6 separate regions of the Mus musculus genome follow, and regions 1, 2, 3, 4 and 6 are each linked to region 5. Evidence: chromatin contacts called from public promoter capture Hi-C data. All regions are on one chromosome and are shown on one strand. Each heading gives the region's core, a stretch centred on a gene start, on an enhancer-like site or on the middle of the called end of the contact. The rest is flanking DNA. Distances are from core to core; before and after follow the strand shown.

Region 1 (3,082 bases), core at 313-2,812, 3.2 Mb before region 5:
TGAGTTAAAGTACTTAAGTTGGTGCCTGAAGGAGAAAAAACATCACACATTTACTGTGACCGGAGGCAACACATTCTATGCTAAAAGTTAAGTGTTAGGGGGTTAGAAGAATCCCACAGCTCCTCCACACATTACCCCTGTCAAAGAAGGGTGACACTGTCTAAAAAATCTCACATTAGTTCTGGCTGTATAAGGACTATAAAGGATCAGTAAACACCAACAGTATTTATTCATTGAGAAAGTGTCTTAGTTATTTGTCTTAGTATTCCACGCCACCTTTAAAGTCTCCATTTTCCTACCCCAGCTTTCTTCCCACATGCTGGCATTACTGATCTGTGCCACCATGCCTAACACAATACCAGTTAATGCCCATCAGATCAAGTTTTGCAACTCTCTTCCATACCACTAAAATTCAAACAAAAATTAAGGGTTTTTTTATTTCAACAACAAAGACAAGCTCAGTAATAATAACCTTACTATTCCATCAACTTCTGCTTTATCCAGCCTGCCCCTCCCTCATTCTGCACTATCTTATTCACACTTTCTGAAGGGACTTTGCCAGCTCCAGCATGGTGACCATGACTCTGGTAGGCCTTGCCCCTTTCCTCTCTCTGCCTTGCTAAAAACTCTCAGATTACATTCCTAAAGCTACACCCAAAGTCTATTCCTTTATTTGGCCAATTCCTCCTCCTGACACTTACTATGAAGGCCCAGCTATCAAAGCATTGAAGTCTGGCAACCGAAAGGCACCTCTGGCTCACCTAATTAATGTGCCAGCTAAACACCTCGTCCTAATAAGGGGATTCTCATTTTACCTCTATAAGCCGCCATTTGCCTATGGGTCACATCTGTCTCCTCTCTATCTAGAAACAGTCATTTGTCCCACTTCTGGACAAATACTCCTAACCCCTCTCTCTTGCCCCTTTCTGCCCTCTTCTTTGTTCCCTTCCCCTTCTTCCTCTATCTCCTGTCTCTGACCTTTATCCGGGCCTTCTGTACCTCTAAGACAAATAAATCTTTGTGCTGAGAACTTGGTCTGAGAACTTGGTCTTGGAAGTTCTCCCCAGATACTTTCCCTTTCGCTTCCATCGCCTGCTTTTCTTTCTGTCACACATTATGGCAGTTTAGCTGTTCTCTCACCCTCCTCTCCACTCTTGCCAGCATCTCCAGACCCTGCTTTCTTTTTCCTTTCCACCAGGCGCCGCGGCAAGCTGCTCCTCTGCTATTCTGTCACCCGCGGCACTCTCTAGTACCGCATCACCTGGCACTGCCCGCACAAACGATAGTCATGTCTCCTCCCCGACCGCTGAAGCTTTTGAATCCGTGCCCCCGCTCCTTCCTGGCTCCATCCCCTCCCCTGGCTCCGCTGCCATCTCTCTCTCCCACGTTCCTACTTCCTCAGTCTCGCAGCTCTCCGCGTCACCGAGTGGAGCTTTGCACACAAGATGGGGACTCCAGGGCAGAGGTCCGGGTTCTGAGTGCCAGCAACCGGCCTAAAGAATCTGGGAAAACTCACCCAGCTACAAAATTTATGCAGAGCAAAACCGCTTCCGGGTCGCTGCGCAGGAGTGCATTCAGCATTCGCGGTCAGATCCGGGGTAAAATAAGGCGGGACCAGAGAACAAGTGATTGACGCTAACAAGGGGCGGTACCTAGAAAGGAAGCTGCTCTGAGAAGGAAATTTTAGGGCATGCTGGCCACTGCGTGCTAGTGGGACTTGGAACAGGAAACTGTTGCTTGGAGGGGACAGTATTTAAAGAAATGTTTATGGGCTAGAGAGGACCTGAATGCTGAGAATGGCGTGGTGAGGGCTTAGAACTGTTTCGGAAAACAGCGGGGTGGGGGTGGAGGGTCAAACCAAATAATGGACTAGAAGGGAGTGTGGGGATGCATTGGAGAGTAGGATAGTGCTCAAGTACAAGTGGGCATGGGTCTGGCTCTACAAGGGGATTCAGAGTAGGTTGTGTTCTTGGTGCACAGTTCTCAGTCCCTCCTTATTCTCCCACAGGTTCCTAGCTCTAAGGAGCAGGGCTCCTGAGCATTGTCAATCAGTAACCATGCATAGGTAGGAGAGTCGGGGACGATGGTGAATATAAGCAAGCATTGATTTTATTTTTAATTCGAAGAGTTTTATATATAAAAACAATTACCTATTTTAAAAGTTATATTTTCTGTTACAAAAGAGAATTGCATTCACAAAGGTCATGAACGATTGGCATTGAAGATCGATTCTTTTTTTAAGTGCCAACTTTTCTCTTTGTAATAAAAATAACAATTTAAAAATATTTTAAGTGCTTTTTGGCTTGAAAGTTTGAAACAGCATATAAGCTATTTTGGCATTCTCATTGAAAGTTCTTACTGTATCTACTTTAAATAGAAACAAACTCTTGCATACAAGTACATGTGTTCTAAAGGATGTTTGTGACAGCAGTCTGCAGATGTAACTGTCAAAGGTCAGCGGGAATAATTTGAGGAATGGCTAATGAAAAATATTTCTTCTCATTTCCACCATGTAGCATATCTACAGTTCATCAAACATTTCCAAAGGAAGTACACATAGAATTCAACAAACTATCACCAGTATAGAATAATGAGATGCACTGAGTTTCCCTGGTACTTCACCATTGCAAAGTACTTTCAGATACATACTTTTAAATATATAATGAATAGTAATCATTTCACCCTACACTACTGTCTCATGATCCCTACTACTTCCTGCTGAACATTTTAATATATGCATTATGTTAGTAGAAAGTCATTTGCTATTCATCCTATTGAAAGCAGTTGCTCAGAGTCTGGACATCCTCTCTGCAAATGTCCTTCAAAATGCCATGTCCTTGGGCAGGTTGCCCCCCTAAATCTGAAGCAGAGGTAAGAAAAAGAGAAGAGGAAACAAAGATATTTAAAATATGGTATTGCTCTTGAGAACCACTAGAAGGTGAACCATTTCCATAAGGATTCTTTTATCTCATGAATATGTGCCTAGGGTCCTGTACTGGCTGGTTTTGTGTGTCAACTTGACACAAGCTGAAGGTATCACAGAGAAAGGAAACTCCCTTGAGGAAATGCCTCCATGAGATCC
Region 2 (2,838 bases), core at 323-2,822, 3.7 Mb before region 5:
AGAGGTGGGTAGAAATCTATGAATTCCAGTCCAGCCTGGTCTACAATGGTGACTTTTCCATAACAGTTTAGTCATGTGTCCATGGGCAGAATGCTTTTCTTGAACCATTAACAAAACAAGATTGCAGATATTTTCTGATGTAGATGAGTTATAATTATTCACAAGATTATTTCTAATATTGTCATATACTATAATTAATGCCTTTTAATTTTGTTTCATTCTCTCTGTCTCTTTCTTTTTGCTGCAAAACTGGGTTTCTCTGTGCAGCCTTGGGTTTCCTTAAACTCATTCTGTAGACCAGGCTGGCAAAGAACTCCACCTGCCTCTGCCTCTGGAGTGTTGGGAATATAGGTGTGTACCACCACCAAATGCTGTCTAACTGTGAAAACCCTGTAGCCTGATTCCCTCAAACAGCATACTGTGATTTTCCAGGCTCTAATTTGCAACATTAAGAACTCAGAAGAAGACAAAAAAAAATTTTTTTTGTCTGACTTGCCTGCCTTCCTTACTTTTTTTCTCTCCTTCCCTCCCTCTTATCCATCCTTCCTTCTTCCTTCCCCTTGTTTGTCTTGTTGTTGTATTTATATTTAAGTTTTTGGAGACAGGGTCTCACAATGTAGCTGTGGTAGTCCTGGAACTCACGATGTAGATCAGGTTGGCCTACAAACTCAGTGAGATCCATCTGTCTTTGTCTCCTGACTGCTGAGATAAAAGATGAGTGTCACCAAGCCTGGCGGCACCCTTTTCACAACGCTATATTTACATCACAGAGTGAATACACAGAGTTTTAGATGAAAAATTAATGGTGGATAAAACGTTGACTTTTAAAAGTTAATGTTTACATCCATACCTGTGGAACTCACAACAAATTGTACTCTTAATTAAATTTGCAGGTGTTCCTTTCATGACTAATATCTAGAAGCTTTCATGGAATCATAGTCCCTAGGTCCATATGCCACTCTCTTGAATAAGGAAGTGGTAGCACACGGAAGTTAGTATGGATAATCGAAAATCTCAAGAGCTTTGTCCTTTCCACCATAGCAAAGAGAACCGCGTTTGCAAATATCAACCGATAAATTTAAATGTTCTACTAGGTTATTCGTAGGAGAATATGTGGAGGGTAGAAGATCAATTAAAAATAGCACTATTCAGTCAATATTATTGAAAAATGTATCGACGAGGGTAAGACATCCAACAGCACAGTTTTGAGAGCTGTCATCTTTATGAGTTGCGGAGACATTGATCATGCTCTGCTCCACTCCCGCCCGTTCTGCAGCCCCGCAGCTCCTCTGACCTGGAAGGTTCCAGGGCCGCCAGGCTGCTGTTCCCGCCGCGGCGCTGCTGACTCTCCCAGGACGCCCCGCCTGGCACCTGTAGCTTTGGGGGTTCACGGGTCCCGCGAGACCCCGGCCGTGTGCTCTGCAGGCAAGTCTGCACCACGCGACTCCACACAGTGCAGACCCTAGGCCGGAAACGCGTTCTTAACACTTTAGGCTCTGACTATTTAGCCTCAATTCCTTAGGCTCACACACATTGCATCTCAGTATCCCTGCTGGTCACTCCTCTAAACTCGCCCACTCCACACCCTTCCTCTACACCCAGCCAATGTGTAACATCCTCCCATCCTCTGCTTCCGGGTGAGTGGCTCCGCCCCACGGAAATCAGTCCCTCCCACTCGGTCTCAGGCTTCCTCCCACAGATCCAGCTGTAAGGCTGACCTGGCCTTGATCTGCACGGTCTTCCCACCTGCTTGTTGCGAGCCTGGACCAGAACTGGATCTGATATGACGCAGCATCCCGGTATCTGACCCCCATAGTGAGTTCTGAACCCGTCAGATACAAAATAGGCATCCTAACACCCCCATTGGACTATGAGCCTCTGGGCCATATAATATATACCAAAGAGCAAAACAGGCTAAATTCAGATGCCAGAATGCCATCTATTAAAATGCAAACGTGAGAACTCAAAACCATATACTGCAATTTTGATTTGGGGAGAGACTTTTCAGGAACGTGGAACATAGTCTTCGTTTTAAAATAAAGAAAAATCCTACCTGATAAACAGCTTAAAGGAAGAAGCCATTGAAAAGTCCTACCCGCCTATGATGTCTATGAACCACATCAGTGGTCCCCAGTTACCTTTGCATAATTTTAGTTTAATATAAATTGCGGTGTTTTAAGATTTAAACTTCATTAAAAGCTTTTGCAAGTTTCTTAACTTTATGTTTCCATTACTTACACAGTTGTGATTTGTAAGTAGACCTCTGGGGAGTTAACATTTTCTTATACTATAATTGCATGGATTTTCAGAAAAACCAAGATGAAACAAATAATTGAGAAATCAGTAATCAGCTTTAGGGTGCAACTCAGAGTACATGTTTCTGTTTTTAAATATTTTTTCTCAGAAATTGATGAAGAAGAATTTAATGCACTCAGATTCACAATACTTGGGTAAACTAATGTACCATAATGAAGATTACTGTTTTGATGACCCAGACTTTGTAATATTAAAGGCTCCATTTAAAACATCAAAGGCCTTTTCTTTCTTTCCGGGGGGTGGGGGGAAAAAGAGAGAGAGAGAGAGAGAGAGAGAGAGAGATAGAATCACTAGATTCTTCAAAAGTTATTGATGTAAAGCAAATATTCTGCCAGATGTCAGAGTTTCTAGATGATTTGAGGCAGGTCTGCAGTGGACAGCTATTGCTTATTTCTTTCCTCCATTGTCTGAGTTCCACACACTGTTGTGTTTCTTAACTTTCCTTTTACAGTTATTCTCAAGTCAACTCTCTACAATGACTCCTGAGATCATTTACCAGAAGGGTATCAGTGTATCCTCCAC
Region 3 (2,740 bases), core at 96-2,595, 3.6 Mb before region 5:
GAACGAGATTCATCAGAAAGCACATGGATTTCTACTACAGTACTGTGCTCAGTAGATAAAGAGAGGATTTTATAGTGATATAAATATTTAGAACTCATTTCCATTTAGCATAACTGGAAGCCCACATTCAATCACAACTCAGTTAAAACTGACGGGAAGAAATGGAACTCAATGATTGTGATGACAGCACTATACACTTGTGAGATTCTTAATATAGCATGAACCAAGCAAGACTTTGTCATGCAGGGATCACACAATGCACACTTGTTTTCCAGGACCCTGAAGATGAATAAGGGAGAGAGCAAGCAAAGTATTCTCACGTACAAAAACCAGATTGCTGTAATTCTGCAGTATCCAGTCTCTATATAAAAACCTTCTGACCTTTCAGAAGGCATTCCACCTTTTCCTGGAAGAAGTTCACAGTCACACCACTGTCAAGTATCAACAACAAAACAAAACAAAACAAAACAACAACCTACAGTTTGAACAGTTGTGTTAGTGCACACTTTTGGATTCTATTATATTTGCAGCCATTGCTTTTATGACTAGTATATAAACGCTCTCTAGGGATGCCAAGTCACCAAGTAAGTCCTTGGGTGTAACAGGAGAGTTAGGATGGATGAATGTAAATTTCAAGAGCTTTGTCCTTTTCACCTAAACAAAGTGAACTGCATTTGAAATATCAACAGATAAATTCAAATATTCTAGGTTATTTAATAAGAACATTTGGGAAGCTCCAGGTTCGATTGGCTGTCTTTTCCTGTGCTGCACTGCTGACTCTCCTAGGCTGCAGCCAGGAAACTGTGTCTCCTTTTGTTGTTGTTGTTGTTGTTGTTGTCACTGGGGCTCTGATCTTTAAAGAAGCTCTTCTAAACCCGCCCACTACAACCCCGGTTCTGGTCACGTGGCGCCCACAAACATAGGAAAGGACGGGGCTTTCTTTTCCTTAATTACTTTTGTAGACTCCACTCAACTTTTCTCTTTTCTCCCTCTTACTGGGCCAGGCAGTATCCCCGCCCCCCGGATAACCACCACCAAGACCCTAGTTTCCCAGCCCCGCAGCTCCTCTGACCTGGGAGGTTCCAGACCCGCCGGGCTACGGTTCCCCGGCTGAGCCACAGACTGCTGACTCCAGGATGTTCAAGGCATCTGCGGCATAGGGGAGTTTTTGGGTCCTCACAGGACCCCAACCTGTGTCTTCTATACTCAGCTCCGCACCATTCGATCTCACACGATGCAGACCTACAGCTCCTTCAGGTAATGGGCCCTCGCCATTTGGACTTAGCCTTTTCAGCTCAACTTGTCTGGCCTCACTCAGTGTACCATCTTTTTACTTCACACCTCTAACCACGCCCACTCTATACACTTCCGCAACCACCACCCAATGGACATCCACCTTCTATTTCCGGGTGAGCGGCCCCGCCCGTCCCCGTGGAAGACAGTCCCTCTCACCCCAGCCCTGGCTGTCTTTCCTTAAGGCATTTTTGCCTTAGGGAGGGTCATATCAGTATCTTAGATTTTGAAAAGATTGAGGGAAGTCAGTGGTCAGCCCTTTGCTACTAGTCCCGAGCTGAATTCATCCCGCGATGTACTGCTTTCTCCACTAGATGGTGGTCTTGTCAGTACTGATTCAGAAACAAGTTTGTCTTCTGTGACTCATGCTAAAGGTGCTGTGAGGTAAAACAGATTTCTGGTGGATCCAGAGATTTTCCTTGTCCCAGATGCAGAAAACAAGTAAGGTACATATAGCTCTAGTCCTAAAAAAAGACGTTAAACCAGCTCATCTATAGGTCTGGGAATACTGAGGAAGAAGAGGTGTTAAGAAATAAGGGAAAGAAAAGGAAAGACCATTCTCTAGACTCCATATGATTGTAACCAGTAACCAACAACTGTACTTACAAGTACTAGCTTCACACAAGGCCACAGTCAATCTAGGAAAACTAAAAGGCACACTTTTCCCCTCAGATATTGTCCAAGTGTTGCAGGATATTTGATCACACTGTGAATCTGGGATTGTGCTATCGTGTAGCTCTGCCCTTAACACACACTAATCCCTCTGGCTGGAATACAAACACACCCTTAGTACACCCCTTTAATCCCAAACAATGAAGGTAAAGTTAGTTTGTGGAAGGAAGCTCCCTTGTCTGAAAGTGATGTCTAATTGGTGGGTAGACATAGTGAGAAATCAGAGAAAGATCTGACAAAATAGGATATGCCCAACTCTCATGAGAAGAGGGAGGAAAGAGAAGATATGTAAGGGGCAGTAAGAGAGGAAGGAGGCAGTTTTTATCAGGAGAGTTTTACAGAGACAGGTTGAAGAGGGAACAAGCTACACACAGGTGAAGAAAGAACAAGCCAGAGAGTGAGAAAGAGCCAGAAGATCAGAACATATTCCCAAAATTAGTGTGAAGCCAAGTAGAGGCAATCAGTGGAGGCCAAGAAGGAGAGAAAGCTAGATTGAATCAGTGAGTTTGGAGAAGAGCTTGAGCCAGAACAGCTGAGAAGAACCAGCCAGCAAGAGATTAGAAAAAAACAAAAACAAAAACAAAAACTAAAAATGGTTGAGATTATTCAGCAGCAAGTCTCAGAAGCTGAATATATTCTAGGCCTAGCTTGGATTGTACAGAGGCTAGAAGCATCCAGGTCTAGGCCTACCTAGGTTAGTAGATGAAAGTAGTAAGTGTCGGAGACACCAATCACTTTGGTGAAGGAAAAATACATTCACAGGTATGTGTAGGCT
Region 4 (2,823 bases), core at 164-2,663, 3.7 Mb before region 5:
TGCAACAGTGTACTCACATATATAGAATAAAAAAATATTAAAAAAAAAAAAAACTCAGCAAAAGTGTTGGGGTCCAAGAGTTGCCCAACAAACCACACAAACAAATCCTGATCTCTGTAAGCCATCTGATCCTTGATGGTTTTTTGAAGGCACAACCTAAGACTCATAAGTCAGGTAGTAGACTTCAGGGGCTGAGCAACTACACAAATATCTTTTCCTGTAAGCTTATAAAAGGAGGAAAAAAACCCAAAGAACAGAAAGCACAATGAGATCACATTCAGGTGCAGGAAGGGCTCTGCTCTGACTCAAGCCATTTTAGACTAACAGTTCATGTTGACCTTTAATTTGATAGGTCCTACGTAAGGCTTTGTGGAAATTCTTAAGATTAACAAACCTCAAACAGAACATAACAGGATACGTGATCAGCATGACCTTGCTCTGAGTCAAGTTATTTTTCTGTGTCAGTGACTGGCAGGCATGTTACAGCAACAATCTGAAATAGCTGGCATGCATGGAACAAAATGGCTACAGCTATTCTGAGATGGGGCAGACCTCAACAAGAAGACACATTTTTTTTTCTTTTTCTTAGCTGGCTTTCCTTCCTTGATTGTTTGCTTTCTTCCTTTCTTCTTTCCTTCCTTCATTATTTATTCTCTCCTCCTCTTTTTTTTTTTTTTTTTTGTAATTATTTTTATTGTTTTGTTTTTTGAGACAGTGTCTCACCATATAGCTCTGGCTGTCCTGGAACTCACTATATAGCCTTTGCTCCTGAGTGCTGAGATAAAACGTGAGTGTCACCAAGCCTGGCGCCACTCTTTTCACAATTTGCATCACAGATTGCATACGTTCCCGATGGAAAATTAATAGTAGATAGACAGTTTACTTTTAAAACTTAATTTTTACATCCATACCAGTAAAACTCACAACAAACAGTACAATCAAATTCATTTAAGTTTGCAGGAGTTCCTTTCGTGACTAAAAGCTCATGGGGAATCCACCACATGCCACTTTCTTAAATAGAGAAGTGGTAGAATACGGAAGTTAGTATGGATGATTGTAAATTTCAATAGCTTTGTCCTTTCCGTCATAGCAAAGAGAGCTGCGTTTTCAAATATTAACTGATAAATTCAAATATTCTACTAGATCAGCCAGAAGGTCAATAAAAAGAAATAGTATTATTCCAGTTAATATTACTGAAAATTTATCGACGAGGGTCTGACATCCACAGCACAATTTTGAGAGTCGTTATCCTTATGATCAGAGGGGAAATTGATCCCGCTCTGCTCCCCTCCCACTCCTGCCCATTCCCCAGCCCCGCCTCAGCTCCTCGGACCTGGAAGGTTCGAGCGCCTCCCTCCCTTGTCCCCACCCCCACTCCCACTTCCTCTCCCCCATCCCCCGCTGCTGCCTCTGCCAGCTGCTAAACTGCTGACTCTCCCAGGATGCTCAAAAGGTACCTGCGGTATAGGTAAGTTTTCCGGTTCTGCGAGCCCCGCCGTTTCCTCCATACTCAGGTCTCCACCACGCGATTCCACACTGTGCAGCCGCTCTACCCCTCAACCCCAACCCCAGCTCAGTCTTGTACCGGATTCTTGACACTCCAGACTTTGACTTTTTAGTCCCACTTCCCAAGCTAACACACCTTGCTTCCTAGCTTCCCTGGCCTCAGTCTTCTAATCCCACCCACACTACACCCTTCCTCTACACCCAGCCAATGTACCACATCTTCCATCCTCTATTTCTGGGCGAGTGGGCCCGCCCAGCGGAGACCGGCCCCTCCCACTCTGTCTCAGGCTTCTTTCTGCCACAGCTCTTCCCTTCAGGTTGCTCTGCACAGTCTCCCCACACTCTTGCAGCCAGTCTAGACCAGAACTATATCTGGTAGGACCCTGCACCCCGATATCTGATCCCCATAGTGAATTCTGAATCTTTCAGATGCAAAACAGACAACCTAAGATCCCCATCTCACTATCATCCTCTCCACCACATACTGCATACCAAACAACAGGCTAAATTCGGATGCCAGAGTCCCATCCCCAAAACACAAACATGAGAAACCAAAACCAAATACTTCAATTTTGATTTGGAGAGAGACTTTTCAGGAACGTGGATTTGGGGGAGGGGGGAGGTTGTCTCAAGAACTCAGTGGTCAGTGTTGGGGTCCAGCAGTAGCCCTACATGCCACACAAACCCTGATCTCAGTCAGACAAGGACAGATAATTGGATGCATACCCTAAGACTGATCAGAATTTGGGGGCTGAGCTACAACCACAAACACTTCTCAGGACTGGTTTAAGAATGAAAAAAATCACAATGCGCTCATATGCAGGTGCAGGAAGTGCTGACCTGTGGTTTTCTCTGACCCAAGCTATTTTTGCTAGCCAGACAGAGCAGTTCTATCTGACCTTTATTCTGATTGGTCCTAAGTGGAGCATATAATTTTCAAAGTTCTTAAGATTAACCAACTTCAGAACACACAGAAGATAACAGGGTATGTGGAACACGACCCTGCTCTGAGTCAAATTATTTTTCTGTGTCAATGACTAACTGGCATATTACAGAAACAATGTGAAATAGCTGGCAGGCATGGAACAAAATGGCTACAGCTATGTTACAGGGACAGACCTCAACAGTCAGGACTGAATTCATACTTCATTGAACTTCTTTCACCACTAGATGGCGGACATGTCATTTTAGTAAAGCAGAAACAAGTTTGTCTTCATGATTCCAAAAGTGCTTTGAGATAAAACCTAGAACTAACTCTCTCTCTCTCTCTCTCTCTCTCTCTCTCTCTCTCTCTCTCTCTCTCTCTAGTACAGTGGT
Region 5 (2,921 bases), core at 363-2,862:
TTTGTTTGAAGGGATCATATCTTCTATAACACCTATCTCAAAAAAGAACCATTCCTTCCCAATGAGCTCCGACCTCTCTGGGAGATAAAGAGAATGTCTCACCCTAGGAGATGAGAATGTCCCACCTTCAGAGATGACAAGAATGACTCAATCTGAGAGCCTAAGAAATTTACTATCTTACAGGTGAGTAGTTGGAACCCAGGTTGAGAGGCAGGAACACATCCAGGCTTCAGAGTCCTGACAGTGAGAATCCCAGATAGGTCACATGTACTTGACCCCACAAAAGCTTCAGACTCCCTGTGACTTATTTACTTCCCTCAGTTCCTTGCCATCTTTGACTCCCCTCATCTCTGGAGTTTCCTCAACAAATAACCTAACTCAGACAGGTTCCCAGGGTCACTTCCTCAAGATGACTTTCCCCACCACTTATGCCCATAAAACACTCACCCCGTCGTCTAGCAGCCTTCTCCTGAAGAGAAACTGTCATCTGTGTAAATTCATCATGCAGGTAGCTCCTCTCATCATAGTCTGAAGGTAGATGAGACACCATGGCACAAACCTGGTTCCATGGTGTTCTCTATGTCCCACTCATGGCTGAATATCTCCAAGCCCTGTGATCATCCCAGATTCTATAGCCCCAGTCTATTGTTCTATGTGCCCCACCTAGAGCTCTCTCTCTCTCTCTCTCTCTCTCTCTCTGTGTGTGTGTGTGTGTGTGTGTGTGTGTGTGTGTGTGTTTCCCTAACCCTAACCTAAACCTTCAATCTTGGTATCTCTCCATCCATCTAATCTCTCTCTCTCTAGGCCTGTTACCTGGTACCCTGGATCTGCTTCCTCATCTACATCTTTACTCCAACCCCATTGGTCTCTGTCCCACCTATCTCTAGATCACTGTCTCTCTATTCTTCCTGAAACTACTCTCTGTATCTATACCTATGTCCCTCACTTTGGGACTCTGTTCCTGTCTTATCTCTATGTACCTTACTCTCTGTGTGTCTCTCATCTCTCTGGATTGATTCCTAGCTCTCTGTCCCTCTCTCCAGGTCTCTAATCTCCCCACTCATCTGTGTTCCCAATCCATATCCTCTCTCTGAGCAATGCTTCTACTTTTCCATCTCTTTCCCTTACTGTCTTTAGACTCTCTCTGAGGCACTGTTTTGTCTGTCTCCACCCCACTCTGGACCTGTTTCCTTCCATTGTTTCCACCTGTCTCTCTTCTCTGTGTCTATGTCATGATCCTGTACTTGGCTTTTCTTCTTGGAGTAGCTCAAGGAATCTCCTTCCCCTCCCCAGGGCCCTGGTTCAGGAAGGAGGGGCTCCTCACTGATTTTCATGTCTTTGAGATCTTCAAAAGCCCCTTCAAGCTCATTTCTGCACAGGTTTATCTTGGTTTCCTCTCTGCCCACAAACAGCTGGCAGACACGGAGGCGTTCCTCATAGGTAGTGAAGCAGAAGAGACAGGCCCACGTGGATGCCCTGAAGATCAGCAGGAACAACAGGACAATGCTCCCTACTAAGGAAATAAGACCCATAACAGAGGGTCTCCGGGTCTGAGGAGAAGATAGTGACCTTTGTGAGGTCATTGTGGGGGAGGGGGAGCCTGTGATCAGAGATTGAGTTTCAAATGATGGTCAAGCATCAGGCTCCAGCTAGAGGAAGGTTGCCAGGGGTCACCTGAAATCCCTAAATTTGTGGCTGGGCCAGGCGCCAGGCTCCCAAGAACCTCACCTGTGACCCTGGACGTCCTCACAGGTTAAAGGGTCTCAGGGACCCAGAGGCCGGCAGTGTAGCTATGGTGGACCAGAAAAACCCTTTTCCCCAGAGGTGGGAACGGGGAAGCGAGACAGAAACAGATACCCTAAGCCCCAGAAGATAGAAAGGAACCAGGAGATGCCTCAAAAAGCTCAGAAACCCAGTGTCACAGAGATACATTCACAGCACTAGAGAAACAGAAGCTTCTAGAACCCTAGAGACATTGGCATAAGAGACAGAGACAGAAAATTCGAAAATCTCAAGATGGCATAGAGACTGCAAAGAAAAGGGATAGGATAGAATGTGAACAGAGAAGACACCCCAGCTCCTATCAAGAACTCTTGGGCAATGGTGTGGACCTGGGGTCCCCGCCGGCCCCTTCCAGTGCAGGGCGCAGCCTGGGGAAAGCTAGGAGGCCGTATAGTGATCTCCTCGGGTGTCTTCCTCAACTATACAACCTCCTACCTCAGCCCGGGGGGCGCGGCAGGTGGGCAGATTGACAGATGGATTGATGGGAGACCAGAAGTAGGGAGGGTGGGGAGGGCCGGGGAGGTCCCAGCCGCGATGGTGAGCCCCCGACACGGACCCACAGACACGAGCTTGTGTGCGGCGAAGGCCCCGCAAGGTCGGTTCTACGGGTGGGTGCCAGGACCCAGGAGTCCGGGCCCCCGGCCCCCTCCTCCCCAAGGAACCCAGGAATTCAGTCCCAGCCCCAAAATCTAAGCCCCAGCCCCCCTCTTTCAAGGCCAGAGATCCAGACCTCAGCCCTCCTCCCTCAGTCCCAAAGCTTCCTCCCTTAGACTAAGGGGTAGTGGTCACAGCCCTCCCTCCCACAGATCCAGGGAAGCAGACCCTGCCGCCTTGCACTCAATTCTCCTCAGTCCAGACCCAGGGACTCAGTCCCTAACCCTCACAGTTCTCCTCCACCCCATAGCCCTCCCCGGCAGACTCAGGGTCCAACCAGGCACATCCCTTAGAGAAGACAATCTGGTTAGAGACCTGACTTCTGCACTGCAGAAAGGATGTATCCCCGTTTGTCTTGGCAATCTGAGCCCCTTCTGTAACCCCTAAAGGTTTCATATCCCAGGCCTGAGTTAAAGGCCTTCTGAGTATCAGAAGTCCTCATGGGTCTCATGGAATAATCCTATCTTTTCCAAAACCATTCTCAA
Region 6 (2,950 bases), core at 15-2,514, 3.6 Mb before region 5:
GGATGATTGGAATGAGAATAATATACACTAATAAAGTTCTGAACTTATCATGAACTGAAAATGATGGAAGCCTTTGTAGCTTGATCATGGACTTTTTTTTTCTCTCTCTCTCTCTTTCTCTTTAGGACAGCAGCTTGGCCACTTTCTGACCCAAGGGGCTGGAAATGGCAGTTATGGCCCTAAGAGAAACCTGGGGATGATGCTGGGGTAGGAGGGGAGGCTAGTCATTTCAGTGCCTCCAGGGCCTTAAAACCTGGAAATCCCTTCATTACTCAGTGTTAACAGATTACATTGTTCCAGCTTTAATGACCAAGCAATACTTCAGGACCCACTGTTCTTTTCCAGTACGTCATTTCACATGCTCCAAAGACACTATAAACACCCATCCCTCTGCCTAGCCTTCCAACTCTCTTCCCTTTCAGAGTAGCTGCCATTCTGTTTATCTGCAATATATCTCTTGCACGATGTTTGTTGTGTGGTGTGACTTTGTTGTATTGCTTTTGCTCCTGACTGCAAAGATGCCCTTGCTCTTAAAAATTCCTTACATGTTCCTTTCATTACTGATAGTTAAAACCTCTCCGTAGGTGCCAAGTTCCCAGGTATACAAAGAAATTAGTGTGGACTAATGTAAATTTCAGGAGCGTTGTCCTTTCTATCATAGCAAAATAACAAGAACAAAACAAAAACAACAACCAAACCAAACACGTTTGCCAATATTAACAGATAGTTTCAAATACTCCACTAGAGTACTTCTATAAGAAAAATTTGCCAAGAGAATAAATGGAAAAAAAATCAGTATTCATCAACTTAGTATGGTCTAAAATCTATGGGCAAGGGCAAGACATGAAGAGCAGAATTTTGAGAGCTGTCATTTTTATGAGTAGCCGAGGAAATATCTCACCCCTGTCTGATTCCTTCCCTTTCCCAGCCCCTTAGCTCCTCTAACCTGGTAGGTTACAGCCCTCCCCCACTGGGCTGTGGTTCCACCGGTTGGGCTGCTGCCTGCTGACTCTCCCAGGATGCCCCGCGCGGCACCTGAGGCTCAGGGTAGTTTTTTGCGTCCCCTTGAAACCCTTCTTGTATCCTCTGACTCCAGGTCTGCATCACAAGATTCTCCACGGTGCATGCCAGCGAGTTCCTCGAGGAAGACGTCCTTGCCACTTTTGGGTTTGGCTCCTCAGTCAACTTACCTAGGTTCACTAAAGAACAGTCCCAGCTATCACGCCACTCCTCTAATCCCAGCTCCATTCAACACACTTCCTCCACACAACACACTTCCTCCACACCCATATACTGTCCCCAACGGCTGTTTCCGGTGAGTGGCCCCACCCCCCCGGAGACAGGTCCCTCCCTATCAGTCTCAGGCTGCGGTCCACACAGTTCCAGCTGTCAAGCTTCTCTGAACCCGCTCTCCACAGACTCCCCACAAGTTTGCTGTCAGCGTAGACTAGAACTGGATCTGACAGGACGCTGCACCCGGATATCTGACCACCATACTGAGTTCTGAACCCTTCAGATAAAAGATAGCCTTACACCTCGACTTGACTACCAGCCCGTGAGCGACAAACTTATCCCAAACAATCCCAACACACAAAAATGACAAGTCAAAACCAAATCCTGAAAATTTGACTTGCGGAGAGACATTTAAAGAACTTGGATTTTGAAAAGAAATAGGTGTCTCAAGAAGTCAGTGAATTTATCTTGAGCTGCATGGCTTTCACCACTAGATGGTGGTCTTGCCATTTTCCTAATTCAGAGAGGAGTTTGTCTTCTGTGACTCAAGATAAAAGTGCTTTGAGATAAAACAGACTGTACTAACCCAGCATAATCCCAAAGAATAAACTAAACATTTTCTCTCCTGCCCACGAATAAGCTTAGTCTTCACCCCTTATCAAGAAACTTTTCTCTACTACAGAGACCACTGTAAAAAACTACAGTAATCACAATGCAGAGTTGTGATCATTATGGGGTAGGTCATTATGAATGTTTTGTCTACATTGCCCACTATAATAACTATGATCACCTTGTCTCTGGTGATTCGATGCTGCCACCTGGCCTTTGTTACCTTGGGGCAAAATTAAATCCATTACATTTAATTCATTCAATTGAGTAGCAGTATCTCCAACCCTAAGGTCTGGCACAAGGAAAAGGGCAAGAACAAAACTCTTCAAATGTGCTGTTGCCCCTCTCGCCAGTTTTTGTCCAGAGATACTAAGAGCAACAAGCCAGGCAAATCAGTTTTCTTATTTCCCTCCAAATTGTAGAAAACTTCGTGTACAGGGTCACCTAATTCACACCAGTCACAGTTGATGAATCAAGATAATCAAAGGCATTTGCATATAGTTTCCACCACTGGCCTCCTATATTCTCCAAGCTCCCAGGGGAGAAAGTATCTGGAGAAATTTCAGGAGTTGAAGGTGCCTAGTGAATTAGAAGATGCTGACAAATTATTAAACGGATTCCAGATTCTTAAGACATTCATTCTTATACTTCTGCTCCTCTAGAACCAATCCTGGTACCAACTTGTGTCTTAGTTAGGATTCTCTAGAGTCACATAACTTATGGAATATCTCTATATACATTAAGGGGATTTATTGTAATGACTTACAGTCTGTAGTCCAACTAACCCAACAATGGGAAGCTGTGAATGGGAAGTCCAAGATTCTAATAGTTGCTCAGTCCCATGAAGCTAGTTGTTTAAGCTGGTCTTCTATGGAAGTAGGTTTCAACAGATATGCTGGTGAGTGGTTGAAGAAGAGTGAATCTTCCTTCTTCCAGTGTCCTTATGTAGCCCTCTAGTAGAAGGTGTGGCCCAGATTAAAGGTGTGTACTACCACGCCTGGATCTGGGACTTGCTTTGTTCCAGGCCTAGAACTCTGCCTGCTTCAGTGTCCTGGAATTAAAGGTGGATACTACCTTGCCTGGACCTAAGATTTTCATGGCCACTATG

What was found. Promoter capture Hi-C pulls out the DNA fragments that hold promoters and counts their contacts.
Region 1: a promoter capture Hi-C map of second pharyngeal arch cranial neural crest shows a contact between it and region 5. The contact joins the promoter of Zfp160 here to the promoter of Spaca6 in region 5. A contact is called at or near these places in 7 of 39 promoter capture datasets (cranial neural crest, frontonasal cranial neural crest, hippocampal neurons and 4 more).
Region 2: a promoter capture Hi-C map of second pharyngeal arch cranial neural crest shows a contact between it and region 5. The contact joins the promoter of Zfp53 here to the promoter of Spaca6 in region 5. A contact is called at or near these places in 7 of 39 promoter capture datasets (the 3T3-L1 cell line, cranial neural crest, frontonasal cranial neural crest and 4 more).
Region 3: a contact with region 5 is called in a promoter capture Hi-C map of pre-B cells. The contact joins the promoter of Zfp677 here to the promoter of Spaca6 in region 5. A contact is called at or near these places in 4 of 39 promoter capture datasets (cranial neural crest, frontonasal cranial neural crest, maxillary cranial neural crest and 1 more).
Region 4: a promoter capture Hi-C map of second pharyngeal arch cranial neural crest shows a contact between it and region 5. The contact joins the promoter of 9330136K24Rik here to the promoter of Spaca6 in region 5. A contact is called at or near these places in 6 of 39 promoter capture datasets (cranial neural crest, frontonasal cranial neural crest, hematopoietic stem and progenitor cells and 3 more) and 2 of 484 Hi-C or Micro-C datasets (cerebral cortex and nephron progenitors).
Region 6: a promoter capture Hi-C map of second pharyngeal arch cranial neural crest shows a contact between it and region 5. The contact joins the promoter of Zfp54 here to the promoter of Spaca6 in region 5. A contact is called at or near these places in 5 of 39 promoter capture datasets (cranial neural crest, frontonasal cranial neural crest, maxillary cranial neural crest and 2 more).

The regions. Positions count from the first base shown.
Region 1 is chr17:21,007,421-21,010,502 of GRCm38.p6, reverse strand. It overlaps Zfp160 (zinc finger protein 160), which reads right to left and starts at 1,562. Exons shown (of 5, transcript NM_145483.2): 1 at 1,517-1,562.
Region 2 is chr17:21,487,722-21,490,559 of GRCm38.p6, reverse strand. It overlaps Zfp53 (zinc finger protein 53), which reads right to left and starts at 1,572. Exons shown (of 5, transcript NM_013843.3): 1 at 1,295-1,572.
Region 3 is chr17:21,382,353-21,385,092 of GRCm38.p6, reverse strand. Zfp677 (zinc finger protein 677) reads right to left here and starts at 1,345. Exons shown (of 4, transcript NM_172486.2): 1 at 1,073-1,345.
Region 4 is chr17:21,534,468-21,537,290 of GRCm38.p6, reverse strand. It overlaps 9330136K24Rik (RIKEN cDNA 9330136K24 gene), which reads left to right and starts at 1,413. Exons shown (of 3, transcript NR_131123.1): 1 at 1,413-1,468; 2 at 2,820-2,823. It overlaps Zfp52 (zinc finger protein 52), which reads right to left and starts at 1,752. Exons shown (of 5, transcript NM_144515.2): 1 at 1,458-1,752.
Region 5 is chr17:17,829,666-17,832,586 of GRCm38.p6, reverse strand. Spaca6 (sperm acrosome associated 6) reads right to left here and starts at 1,612. Exons shown (of 9, transcript NM_001162909.1): 1 at 1,325-1,612; 2 at 448-528. The coding sequence starts at 1,583. It overlaps Mir99b (microRNA 99b), which reads right to left and starts at 2,399; the gene lies at 2,330-2,399. Mirlet7e (microRNA let7e) reads right to left here and starts at 2,235; the gene lies at 2,143-2,235. It overlaps Mir125a (microRNA 125a), which reads right to left and starts at 1,775; the gene lies at 1,708-1,775.
Region 6 is chr17:21,421,558-21,424,507 of GRCm38.p6, reverse strand. Zfp54 (zinc finger protein 54) reads right to left here and starts at 1,264. Exons shown (of 5, transcript NM_001379357.1): 1 at 1,191-1,264.